2 separate regions of the Ovis aries genome follow, and region 2 is linked to region 1. The links are chromatin contacts, called in public Hi-C maps. All regions are on one chromosome and are shown on one strand. The core of a region is the stretch at or near the end of the contact, and the rest is flanking DNA. Distances in the headings are between cores, read along the strand shown. Region 1 holds the start of NDUFAF6 (NADH:ubiquinone oxidoreductase complex assembly factor 6). Region 2 holds the start of INTS8 (integrator complex subunit 8).

Region 1 (6,089 bases), core at 1,655-4,154:
ATATAGATTGATCTGCCTAGAGACATGAAAAGAAATGAGTCCTTAAAAAAAAAAAATTAAAAAAAAAAAAAAAAGAAAGAAATGAGTCCATCAGAAAGATGTGAAACTGGGTACTGGAAACAAAACAAAAGAGAAGTTAATGATAACAAATGATAACTGTTAAAAAAAATAACTTTTAACAAAATTGTATAGTCTTAATTCTCATACAGATATAAAATCAACACATGTTAAAAATTTCAGGACTTCTCTGGTTGTCCAGTGGTTAAGAATCTGCCTGCCAATGTAGGGGACACTGGTTTGAATCCTGGTTGGGGAAGATTCCCCATGCCTTGGGGCAACTAAGCCTATATGCTGCAACTACTGAAGCCCTGCACACCATAGGGCCCACACTCTGGACAAGATAAGCCACCACAGTGAGACGCCCAGGCGTATCAACTAGACAATAGTCCCAACTCCCTGCAACTAGAGAAAGCCTGCATGCAGCAACAGTGACCCAGCATAGCCAAAAATTAAAAAAATAATAATAAAAATTTAAAAACTTCATTAATTTGTGGGGGAACCAGTAAGATCTTACAACCAATTCAAAGAAGTATTCAAACTACTAGACATATATAGGCAGTCAGGAAGCTTAAGTCAATCTGTTTAATAGATTAGAAATGGGTAAAATCAGACAATAACCACAGAATACTAATCGACTCAATCTCCTACGGATATAATCTGCATAAGTCACAGACAAGAATTATTTGCATTCTCAATATTCTACCACTTACAGAATTATGAAACAGTTCAAAGACAGTGAAAAGCACAAAGAACCCATAAAATCAGGCAACATGGACAGTGTCTAACTTTCCATTAAGACACCCAGAAATCTTTTTGGTCCTTTTAAAGTCTTTCTTAATGTTTTCCCTACATAGATGACTTGTTTTGAGTGCTATTAATGGGCCAGGCATTGCCCTGGATGCCTTAAAGGTATTAATTTATTTAATTCTCACAAGAACTTTGGCTTCTATTACTATTACCATTTCACAGTGGAGGAATCTGAAGCACAAGAAAAGGTCACTCAAAGTCACAGAGATAATAGGAAGTAGAACCAGGACCTGATTCCAGGTTTTGGTGTCATGGACATGAATATAGGAAGAAAAAAGAATTGATAGGACCTGACCAGTTAGATTACATTACTTATACAAGGAAGAGTAGGTAATGATGATTCCAAAGTGTTTCCCTTGGTTGTGAGAAGGTGCACCCTGTCCAGACAAAAAGACTTACGAGTTGAGATTGAAAAGTCCAGCTAGGCAGGAGACCAGAACTGCAGGTGGACATAAGTGATTTTTTTTTTTTTTTCCTATTGAGTAGGTTTAAACTTAGTGCTGACTTCCCTGGTGGCTCAGACAGTAAAGCGTCTGTCTACAATGCGGGAGACTCAGGTTCCATCCCTGGGTTGGGAAGATCCCCTGGAGAAGGAAATGGCAGTTCACTGCAGGACTATTGCCTGGAAAATCCCATGGACAGAGGAGCCTGGTAGGCTACAGTCCATGGGGTTGCAAAGAGTCGGACATGACTGAGCTACTTCACCTCACTTCAAACTTAGTGCTAAAGGACAGAAGCCCAAAGAGAAAAGAGAACATTATGAGGGAGGGACTGAGATCCTGTATAGGCTGAAGAGAGGTTTTACTCAGGGAGTAAAACCAAAGCAGAGTGAATTGGCTGGAGTTCTTGGGTCCACAAAACCAGAACTCTCCCTTGGGTTTAAGGAGAAACATTAAGCTGGAGTCACAAACGCTTGGGTTGAGGCTGAAAGGTAAACAGAGGCTATTTATTGTCATGGAAGAGCTGTATCCAACACTCAGCAAAGTTTGTCAGTCAGTGAAGGATCATAATCAGAAGCACATTTTAGAAAGAACTAGTGTGGCTCCTTGGAAGAAAAGCTATGACCAACCTAGACAGCATGTTAAAAAGCAGAGACATTACTTTGCTGACAAAGGTCTGTCTAATCAAAGCTGTGGTTTTCCAGTGGTCATGTATGGATGCGAGAGTTGAACCCTAAAGAAAGCTAAGTGCTCAAGAACTGATGCTTTGGAACTGTGGTGTTGAAGAAGACTCCTGAGAGTCCCTTGGACTGAAAAGAGATCCAACCAGTCAATCCTAAAGGAAATCAGTCCTGAATATTCATTGGAAGGACTGATGCTGAAACCGAAGCTCCAATACTTTAGCCATCTGATGCGAAGAGAGGACTCATTGGAAAAGACCCTGAGGTTGGGGAAGAATTAGGGCAGGAGGAGAAGAGGATGACAGAGGATGAGATGGTTGGATGGCATCACAGTCTCAATGGACACGAGTCTGAACAAGCCCCGGGGAGATGGTGATGGACAGGGAGGCCTGGCGTGCTGCAGTCTATGGGGTCGCAAAGAGTCGGACACTAACTGAGCGACTGAACTAAACTGAAGAGTGTGGCGGCAGCAGGAAACGTCCGGTCAAACCTGGACGCAGGAGGTGTTATTTGGATCCAGATGTAAGCAGCTTGGACCAGCTTGCCGGTCTCGGGTCCTGGCAACTAGACTCAACCGTAACATTTGACCGGTCTGCGGAGGCTCACATGCCAGGTGAATAATTGTTTAAAAGTTATAAATCAAGCTAGTAAACTGTCAAATTATTCTCCATTCTCCTATCTCGATAAACACATCTTCAGGAGGGCCTGGAAGGGAAGGGGAGAGCCTGGGCGGAATCCCTGGGACTCAGGCGGGGCTTTCTGTGAGGAGCGCGGCAGAGGACCACAGCGGCGGACCACAGCGACACCTGGCTTCTCCGAGCGGCGTCCAGGGGTCGCCTTCCCGCCGCCGCGCCGTGCGCGGCTTGACCTGCCGGGGGTGTGGCCGAGCGTAGCCGTGCGCCGAGAACGCGGGGTCGAAGGGCACGCGGCGTCGGTGTCATGGCGGCCTCCACTTTGGGCTCCGCATGGGGACCGCTGCGGCTCGGCGTCCCCGGCTTTTGTCGCCGCCGACCACCCCGGGGCCTGTGGGCGCGCGCACGGCGGCTTTCGGAGCCCGTGGCGTCCGGGAGGAGCGTGGCCGCGGGTAGTGGACTTGGCGCTTCGGGAACTGACCGCTATTGCTTGGAGCTGCTGCGGTGAGAGAGCCCGGCCTGCCCCGAGGTCGGGGAGCAAGGCCGGAAGGGACCCTGGTGGGCGCGGCGGGCCTCGGGGCCGACCTGCCCCTTGGCATTCCAACGCGTGTGCCCTGGGGCCAGTCCGGGTGTGGGGTGGGAGTGAAGCCACAGGAGCTTTCACATCGCTCCCAAAATTGTGGCAAAATTCCTTCGTCTGTCATGTTGCTTGAGTCTTAACGTTAAGCTTTTTACATGACTGAAGGTGAAGGTGAAGGTGAAGGTGAACTCGCTCAGTCGTGTCCGACTCTTTGCGACCCCATGGACTGTAGCCTACCAGGCTCCTCCGTCGATGGGATTCTCCAGGCAAGAATACTGGAGTAGGTTGCCATTTCCTTCTCCAGGAGATCTTCCTGACCCAGGAATTGAACCCGGGTCTTCCGCATTGTAGGCAGACGCTTTATCGTCTGAAGTCCATTTTATATGAGTAGTTGCTTATAAATATGAAAGATGACTAGTAATTAATTTTAAGTAAGCAGTGGCTAACTTTGAGTTCAGCAAAGGAGAAAAGGAAAGATATAAGCATCTGAATGCAGAGTTCCAAAGAATAGCAAGAAGAGATAAGAAAGCCTTCTTCAGCGATCAATGCAAAGAAATAGAGGAAAACAATAGAATGGGAAAGACTAGAGATCTCTTCAAGAAAATTAGAGATACCAAGGGAACATTTCATGCAAAGATGGGCTCGATTAAGGACAGAAATGGTATGGACCTAACAGAAGCAGAAGATATTAAGAAGAGGTGGCAAGAACACACGGAAGAACTGTACAAAAAAGATCTTCAAGACCCATATAATCATGATGATGTGATCACTAATCTAGAGCCAGACAGCTTGGAATGTGAAGTCAAGTGGGCCTTAGAAAGCATCACTAGGAACAAAGCTAGTGGAGGTGATGGAATTCCAGTTGAGCTATTTCAAATCCTGAAAGATGATGCTGTCAAAGTGCTGCACTCAATATGCCAGCAAATTTGGAAAACTCAGCAGTGTTTTCCAAGGACTGGAGGAGGTCGGTTTTCATTCCGATTCCAAAGAAAGGCAGTGCCAAAGAATGCTCAAACTACTGCACAATTGCACTCATCTCACATGCTAGTGGAGTAATGCTCAAAATTCTCCAAGCCAGGCTTCAGCAATACGTGAACCGTGAACTCCCTGATGTTCAACCTGGTTTTAGAAAAGGCAGAGGAACCAGAGATCAAATTGCCAACATCCGCTGGATCATGGACAAAGCAAGAGAGTTCCAGAAAAACATCTATTTCTGCTTTATTGACTATGCCAAAGCCTTTGACTGTGTGGATCACAATAAACTGTGGAAAATACTGAAAGAGATGGGAATACCGGACCACCTAACTTGCCTCTTGAGAAATCCGTATGCAGGCCAGGAAGCAACAGTTAGAACTGGACATGGAACAACAGACTGGTTCCAAGTAGGAAAAGGAGTACGTCAAGGCTGTATATTGTCACCCTGCTTATTTACCTTATATGCAGAGTACATCATGAGAAACGCTGGACTGGAAGAAACACAAGCTGGAATCAAGATTGCTGGGAGAAATATCAATAACCTCAGATTTGCAGATGACACCACCCTTATGGCAGAAAGTGAAGAGGAACTCAAAAGCCTCTTGATGAAAGTAAAAGAGGAGAGTGAAAAAGTTGGCTCAAAGCTCAACATTCAGAAAACGAAGATCATGGCATCTGGTCCCATCACTTCATGGGAAATAGATGGGGAAACAGTAGAAACAGTGTCAGACTTTATTTTTTTGGGCTCCAAAATCGCTGCAGGTGGTGACTGCAGCCATGAAATTAAAAGACACTTACTCCTTGGAAGAAAAGTTATGACCAACCTAGATAGCATATTCAAAAGCAGAGACATTACTTTGCCGACTAAGGTCCATCTCGTCAAGGCTATGGTTTTTCCTGTGGTCATGTATGGATGTGAGAGTTGGACTGTGAAGAAAGCTGAATGCTGAAGAATTGATGCTTTTGAACTGTGGTGTTGGAGAAGACTCTTGAGAGTCCCTTGGACTGCAAGGAGATCCAACCAGTCCATTCTGAAGGAGATTAGCCCTGGGATTTCTTTGGAAGGAATGATGCTTAAGCTGAAGCTCCAGTACTTTGGCCACCTCATATGAAGAGTTGACTCATTGGAAATGATGCTGGGAGGGATTGGGGGCAGGAGGAGAAGGGGACGACTGAGGATAAGATGGCTGGATGGCATCATGTACTCGATGGATGTGAGTCTGAGTGAACTCCGGGAGTTGGTGATGGACAGGGAGGCCTGGTGTGCTGCGATTCATGGGGTCGCAAAGAGTCGGACACGACTGTGCGACTGAACTGAACTGAACTTTGAGTTCTTTCTGTGTGTCAGTCAGGCATTATGCAAAGTATTAGTTTACAAGTAATTTATGTAATCTTTGTCACAAAGTATGACGGACAGTTGTGCATTCCAAGTTTTATGAATTAAAGCACTTAGAACAATGTCTGGTACAAAGCAGGGGCACAGTGAGTACAGTATAAACTGTATTATCTTATCTAGCAGATATGGAAACAAAGATTTAGAGAGAATTCAGGGGATTTACCCGAGTTCAGTGGAATCTAAGCTTCATAAAGTCAGAGGCTTAATGACGATTTTGTTCAGGTAACACGTGCAAGGCCTAGCACAGAGGAGTGAATTGGATGTATCAGGTTGATACATCTCAGAAGGGGCCTGTCTTGGATTCCAGGTCTGACTTCAGGGATGAATGGTTTAAAGTACACCCCCCCACCCCCCGACTCTGCTGCCTTTGATTAATAAGAGCGGCAGAAAGTCTCAAAATATCTGGTCTCACGGGCTTCTGAGAAGTGCTAGAGTAGTTAACCACCCTGGATTTGATTGGGCTAGTAAATCCAATTTTTTTGAATTCCATTGTAGCAAAATGTAGTATAATGACAGAAT
Region 2 (6,089 bases), core at 2,117-4,616, 200 kb before region 1:
ACTGTGTAGAAGGCTGAGTGCCGAAGAACTGACGCTTCTGAACTGTGGTGTTGGAAAAGACTCTTGAGAGTCCCTTGGACTGCAAGGAGATCCAACCAGTCCTTTCTGAAGGAGATCAGCCCTGGGATTTCTTTGGAAGGAATGATGCTAAAGCTGAAACTCCAGTACTTTGGCCACCTCATGCAAAGAGTTGACTCATTGGAAAAGACTCTGATGCTGGGAGGGATTGGGGGCAGGAGGAGAAGGGGACAACAGAGGATGAGATGGCTGGATGGCATCACTGACTCGATGGATGTGAGTCTGAGTGAACTCTGGGAGTTGGTGATGGACAGGGAGGCCTGGTGTGCTGCGATTCATGGGATCACAAAGAGTCGGACACGACTGCGACTGAACTGAACTGATGGTTTTTCAGAGATCTTTTATGAAAAAATCTTTAGGGTACACTGCCTGTGTGCTCAGTCATGTCTGACTCTTTGGGACCCCATGGACTGTAGCCTACCAGGCTCCTCTGTCCATGGGATTCTCCAGGCAAGAATACTGGAGTGGGTTGCCATTTCCTCCTCTAGGGGATCTTCCCAACCCAGGAATCGAACCCAGATCTCCTGTGTCCATGGGACTGTCCTGGCAAATATACTGTGCTGGAGCAGGTTGCCATTTCCTCCTCCAGGGCATCTTCCCTACCTAGGGATTGAACCCACTTCTCTTGTGTCTCCTAGATTGGCAGGTCAACTGTTTACCACTAGTGCTGCCTGGATACATAATAGTAATAATATCTATGCATTTTTTTCCCCCATTATAACTCTATTTTCCTAGTAGGGAGAACTGATTTCAGAAGGGAAAAGTTAATAACTTACTGGAAAACCAAGAATGCTGGGAGGATATAAGAGAAAATATTTTAAGCTCTCGTGAAGCTTCATATCATGAAGCTTTCCCGGGGAGACTATGACCAGCTACTGCTGTTTACCATCAGCATAAAACAGAAACTCCTACTTGAGTCCCTGTTGAGCACCTACAGAGTGCGACCCTTGCAAGATACTCTGTAACAGGTAACCATCATTGTAACAATGTTTGCTAGGATTCCAGTTACTCTCCTGATATTGCCACATCTGGTACCATCTCTTTTGTTAATTTTTTTCTTGACATAAAGTTAAGCACTCCAGTGCCTTTCAGGCCCTGTGACAGCCTTCAGGCCCTTTGATTAACAATTACTACAAGCTTCCCGTCCCATCTTCCTTTCCCTTCCTGCATTCCTTCTCGAAGGGGAGATGTAGCATCCAGCATCCGGGCAAAGTGAGGGGCTGCTGCATGCATGTCGACTTGCCTACTGTTAGAGTTTGCTGGGAAGGGGGCGAGCCTTGTTAGGTTGCAGGACTTCACTTTAAACTGGGACAGTCCTGGCCAAACCAGGAGAAGCTGGTCTTTCTACTGGTGTCCAAAGGAAACAAGGTAATCCAAGAAGGTTGGATTCTATGGAGGAAGTGTGGCAAAATATTAACAATCGAGGCATCTGGGCAAAATGGGTGTGAGAGGTCTGTACACTGTTCTTCCAACCAACCTGCAGGTTTATTACTATTAAAAAAAACACACACACACAACAGCAAGGTATCTTCTTTTTGGCCATGCTGTGGGGCTTGTAGGGTCTTAGTTCTTCGACCAGGGGTTGAACTCTGGGCTCATGACACGCAGCGATGAAAGTGCTGAGCCTTAACCACTGAGCGGCCAGCTAATTCCTGCAGTTCATTTTAGTCGCTCAGCTGTGTCCAACTCTTTGCCACCCCATGAACCGCAGCATGCCAGGTGTCTTCTTTATGAAGCAGAATGCTACGTTTGGCCTCTGGGTTCAGATAAAATGGAAACTCAAGTCCCTATTTTAATACTAACTAGATGTGTGATTGCCAACATCCGTTGGATTATCGAAAAAGCGAGAGTTCCAGAAAAACATCTATTTCTGCTGTACTGACTATGTCAAAGCCTTTGACTGTGTCAAAGCCTTTCAAAGCCTTTCACAATAAACTGTGGAAAATTCTGAAAGAGATGGGAATACCAGACCACCTGACCTGCTTCGTGAGAAATCTGTATGTAGGTCAGGAAGCAACAGTTAGAACTGGACATGGAACAACGGACTGATTCCAAATAGGAAAAGGAGTACGTTAAGGCTTTATATTGTCACCGTGCTTATTTAACTTATATGTAGAGTACATCATGAGAAACGCTGGGCTGGATGAAGCACAAGCTGGAATCAAGATTGCTGGGAGAAATAACAATAACCTTAGATATGCAGATGACACCACCCTTATGGCAGAATGTTAAGAACTAAAGAGCTTCTTGATGAAAATGAAAGAGGAGAGTGAAAAAGTTGGCTTAAAGCTCAACATTCATAAAACTAAGATCATGGCATCTGGTTCCATCACTTCATGGCAAATAGATGGGGAAACAGTAGAAACAGTGACTGACTTTATTTTTGGGGGGCTCCAAAATCACTGCAGATGGTGACTGCAGCCATGAAATTAAAGGATGCTTGTTCCTTGGAAGAAAAGTTATGACCAACCTAGACAGCATATTAAAAAGCAAAGACATTACTTTGCCAACAAAGGTCCATCTAGTCAAGGCTATGGTTTTTCCAGTAGTCATGTATGGACGTGAGAGTTGGAGTATAAAGAAAACTGATCGCCGAAGACTTGATGCTTTTGAACTGTGGTGTTGCAGAAGGCTCTTGAGAGTCCCTTGGACTGCAAGGAGACCCAACCAGCCCATCGTAAAGGAAATTCGTCCTAAATATTCATTGGAAGGACTGATGAAGCTGAAGCTCCAAAACTTTGTCCACCTGATGCGAAGAACTGACTCATTTGAAAAGATCCTGATGCTGGGAGGGATTGGGGGCAGGAGGAGAAGGGGATGACAGAGGATGAGATGGTTGGATGGCCTCATTGACTCCATGCACATGAGTTTGAGTAAACTCCAGGAGTTGGTGATGGACAGAGAGGCCATGGGGTCGCAAAGAGTCGGACACGACTGAGCGACTGAACTGAAATCTCAGAAATGGAAGTCGGAAAATTGACAATAAACAAAAACAGATTTGCCTAATCACAGTCTGAACCTGTAGCGTTCACTAACGTTTCCGAAGACTCTGGGGCCTGCCGATGAGGGTGTTCTGTCGGCTGACCAAGAAACCGCCGGGGAACAGGGCAAGCCAGCTGAGTGACGCAGCTCTCTCCCAAGCCGTCTCCCAGGGTAACTGGGAGAAGGCGTGGCCTGGACATCGGCCCCGCCCTCCTCCCTTCTCCAACTCGAATAACGATTGGTCTGCAGGCGCGGCGGGGGTGGGGTGGGGGCGGAACCAGGACTCCCAGCCTTGGCTGGGGGTCAGACCGCCATTTTGGTTTGTGTGGCTTTCCGGGACGTTCCGCGTGCCTTCTCGTTTCCGGGCGGTTCTGCACGTCAGAGGCCCCCGGGGCCCGCGTCCGAGCGTCAGGTTGGAGCCGGGAAGCGCCCCTGGGGGTAGCGGCGGCGGGGGCAGGATGAGCGCGGAGGCGGCGGACCGGGAGGCGGCCACCTCCAGCCGGCCCTGCACCCCGCCGCAGACCTCCTGGTTCGAGTTTCTGCTGCAGGAGTCGCTGTTGGAGAAACACCTGCGCAAGCCCTGCCCGGGTAAGCGCGGTCCCTGCGGCCCGAGGACTGCCCTCGGGGCTCCCGGAGCCCCGCGCCTTCCTCTGCCGCGACCCAACGACCCGGGGAGGCGGGCCTCGGGGCCGAGCTGTGGCGCCGCCCGGTCTCTGACTGGGCATCAAAACTGCCCGCGCGGGGCGCCGCTCCGGGAGGCCTAAGAAAAGCGGGAAACAGAGGCCCTCCCGCGCCCGCCACCTTTTCGTGTTTGCCGTCTTGTCGCCTCTCAGGTGACCGTAACTCGGGTTGGGGCCTCAGCCCTCCCCTGGGGAGTTTGGGCGGGGGGTGCGGTCTGCGGAGACATCGGCTGTTCAGAGGCTGGTCCTGACGTTGAATAACTATGTTAGGTCCCTATTTTAACTGTTTTATTCCTGAACGAACGGATTCTGCTGACTCAGTTATTCCAAAGTTGGGCTGTAAATCAAAGCGAAAACTTCTGAAAGCAGAAAATGCTGTCACAGTTGCAAGATGGTTATTGTATAATGATGTTCATGATTGATACCGCAGTTCAGGAGTGCTGTTTAGGGATGGTGGGAAATAACAGGTCTTTCTGGAAAGAGGTGATGGCTGAAAAGGTAAGTTCCTTGGGTGATAAATTGCTGACAAGAGTTCGAATCCAGATGTGTCTTGTTAAGTCTAATCCACTGGCCCGAACTGGTGGAGACTCCTGTGCGAGAAGTTGGTGTACTTCACGTGGGCGGTTTTACCACTATGTTGTATTAACGTGCTTTTAATTCAGTGCTTTTGATGAACGTTTGTTGAGTGTTTCTGGGTGCCAGGCTCTGTGCTTCGTAGCTGCATTCTCGTTTAATTCCGTCTTCATGATAATCCTGTGAGGTAGGTGATCCTCTATTTTGCATTGACAGGAACAGGTGCAGAGAGGTAACTTGATGCAAGTCCCACTAATTAAGCGTTAAAGCAGTGATTTTAAACATGGTATTTCTTTCCCCTAATTGACAATTGTTGTTTGCTGCACTGAAATCTGTAACCATTATGTTCTGTGGTCTAAAGTGCTTTTGTCTGCAAAAATCTGTTATCTTTCCTTCGTACATCCTTCCTGATCTTTCGTTTTAATAGCCAGGCACACTTCTTGGGAATTATAATCCTTAGTCATTGTAACTGCACAACTGTTTGGGTCCCCTTTTTTATCCCTTAACTTTCAAAAATGAAGAATAGTTGATTTGTAATGTTTTAGGTGTACAGTGCAGTGATTCAGTTATATGTAGACACCTGTTCCTTTTGAGATTGTTTTCCATTGTTTATGGGCTTATTTGCTCAGTCATGTCCGATTCTTGCGACCCCATGAACTATAGCCTACCAGGCTCCTCTGTCCATGGGATTCTCCAGGCAAGAATACTGGAGTGGGTTGTCACAGGTTATTAAAATAACCTATTGGAGTATAGTTCAATATCGAGTATAGTTCCCTGTGCTATGTAGTTTTGATATATTAATATTGAATATAGTTTCCTGTGCTATATAGTAGGTCCTTGTTGTCTGCCTTATGTATATTTGTGTGTATCTGTTAGTCCCAAGTTCCTGATTTATGCCTGCCCCCCAGCCCCTTTGGTAACCATAAATTTGTTTTCTTTCTGACTCATTTCTATTTTGCAAGTAAGTTCATTTGTATTTTTTTTTTTGATTCCACATAAAAGTGATGTCATATGACATTTGTGTTTTACTGACTTTACTTAGTATGATGATCTCTAGATCCATCCACGTTGCTGCAAATGGTATAATCTCATTCATTTTTATGGCCAAGTATTATTTCACTGTGTATATGTACTGCGCATTCTTTATCCATTCATCTGCCAGTGGACATTAGGTTCCTTCAGTGTATTGGTTATTGTAAGTAGTACCACTGTGAACACTGGTGTGATGTATCTTTTCAAATTAGAGTTTTCATCTTTTCTGGACATATGCCCAGGAGTGAGATTGCTGGATATTAATTAAAGTTATTTTCTATTAAAAGTTATTTCCATTCCAATAATTATTAAAAAATTAATTAATTTTTTAAACTAACCTCTATTTTTTTCATATTTGTAGACTTTTAGACGGTGGCCATTCTCACCATTGTGAGTTGATTGATTCCTCTGTGTAGTTTGATTTGTCTTTCTCAAATAGTGATACAGAGTATCTTTTCAAGTGCCTGTTGGCCTATTTGGATTCCTTTTGTGGCCAGAAAACAATAGGGTGAATCCTTTTGCATCTTTGTAATTAGACCTTAAGTTCAAGAATTGCTTTCTTTTAAATCCTAGATCCTGCACCAGTTCAGCTTATAGTCCAGTTTTTGGAACAGGCTTCCAAACCTTCAGTTAATGAGCAAAACCAAGTTCAACCTCCACCTGATAACAAGAGAAATCGTGTTTTAAAGCTACTTGCTCTTAAAGTTGCTGCACATTTGAAATGGGACTTAGACATATTAGAGA

Evidence for each region. Hi-C and Micro-C count contacts between places; a contact is called where the count stands out from the background.
Region 2: a contact with region 1 is called in a Hi-C map of tail adipose tissue, with 2.8 times the contacts expected there. The contact joins the promoter of INTS8 here to the promoter of NDUFAF6 in region 1. A contact is called at or near these places in 8 of 16 Hi-C or Micro-C datasets (blood, hypothalamus, muscle and 4 more).

Annotation. Positions count from the first base shown.
Region 1 is chr9:82,232,033-82,238,121 of ARS-UI_Ramb_v3.0, reverse strand. It overlaps NDUFAF6 (NADH:ubiquinone oxidoreductase complex assembly factor 6), which reads left to right and starts at 2,904. Exons shown (of 10, transcript XM_060393497.1): 1 at 2,904-3,123. The coding sequence starts at 2,927.
Region 2 is chr9:82,434,094-82,440,182 of ARS-UI_Ramb_v3.0, reverse strand. It overlaps INTS8 (integrator complex subunit 8), which reads left to right and starts at 3,366. Exons shown (of 26, transcript XM_042254462.1): 1 at 3,366-3,648; 2 at 5,919-6,089. The coding sequence starts at 3,519.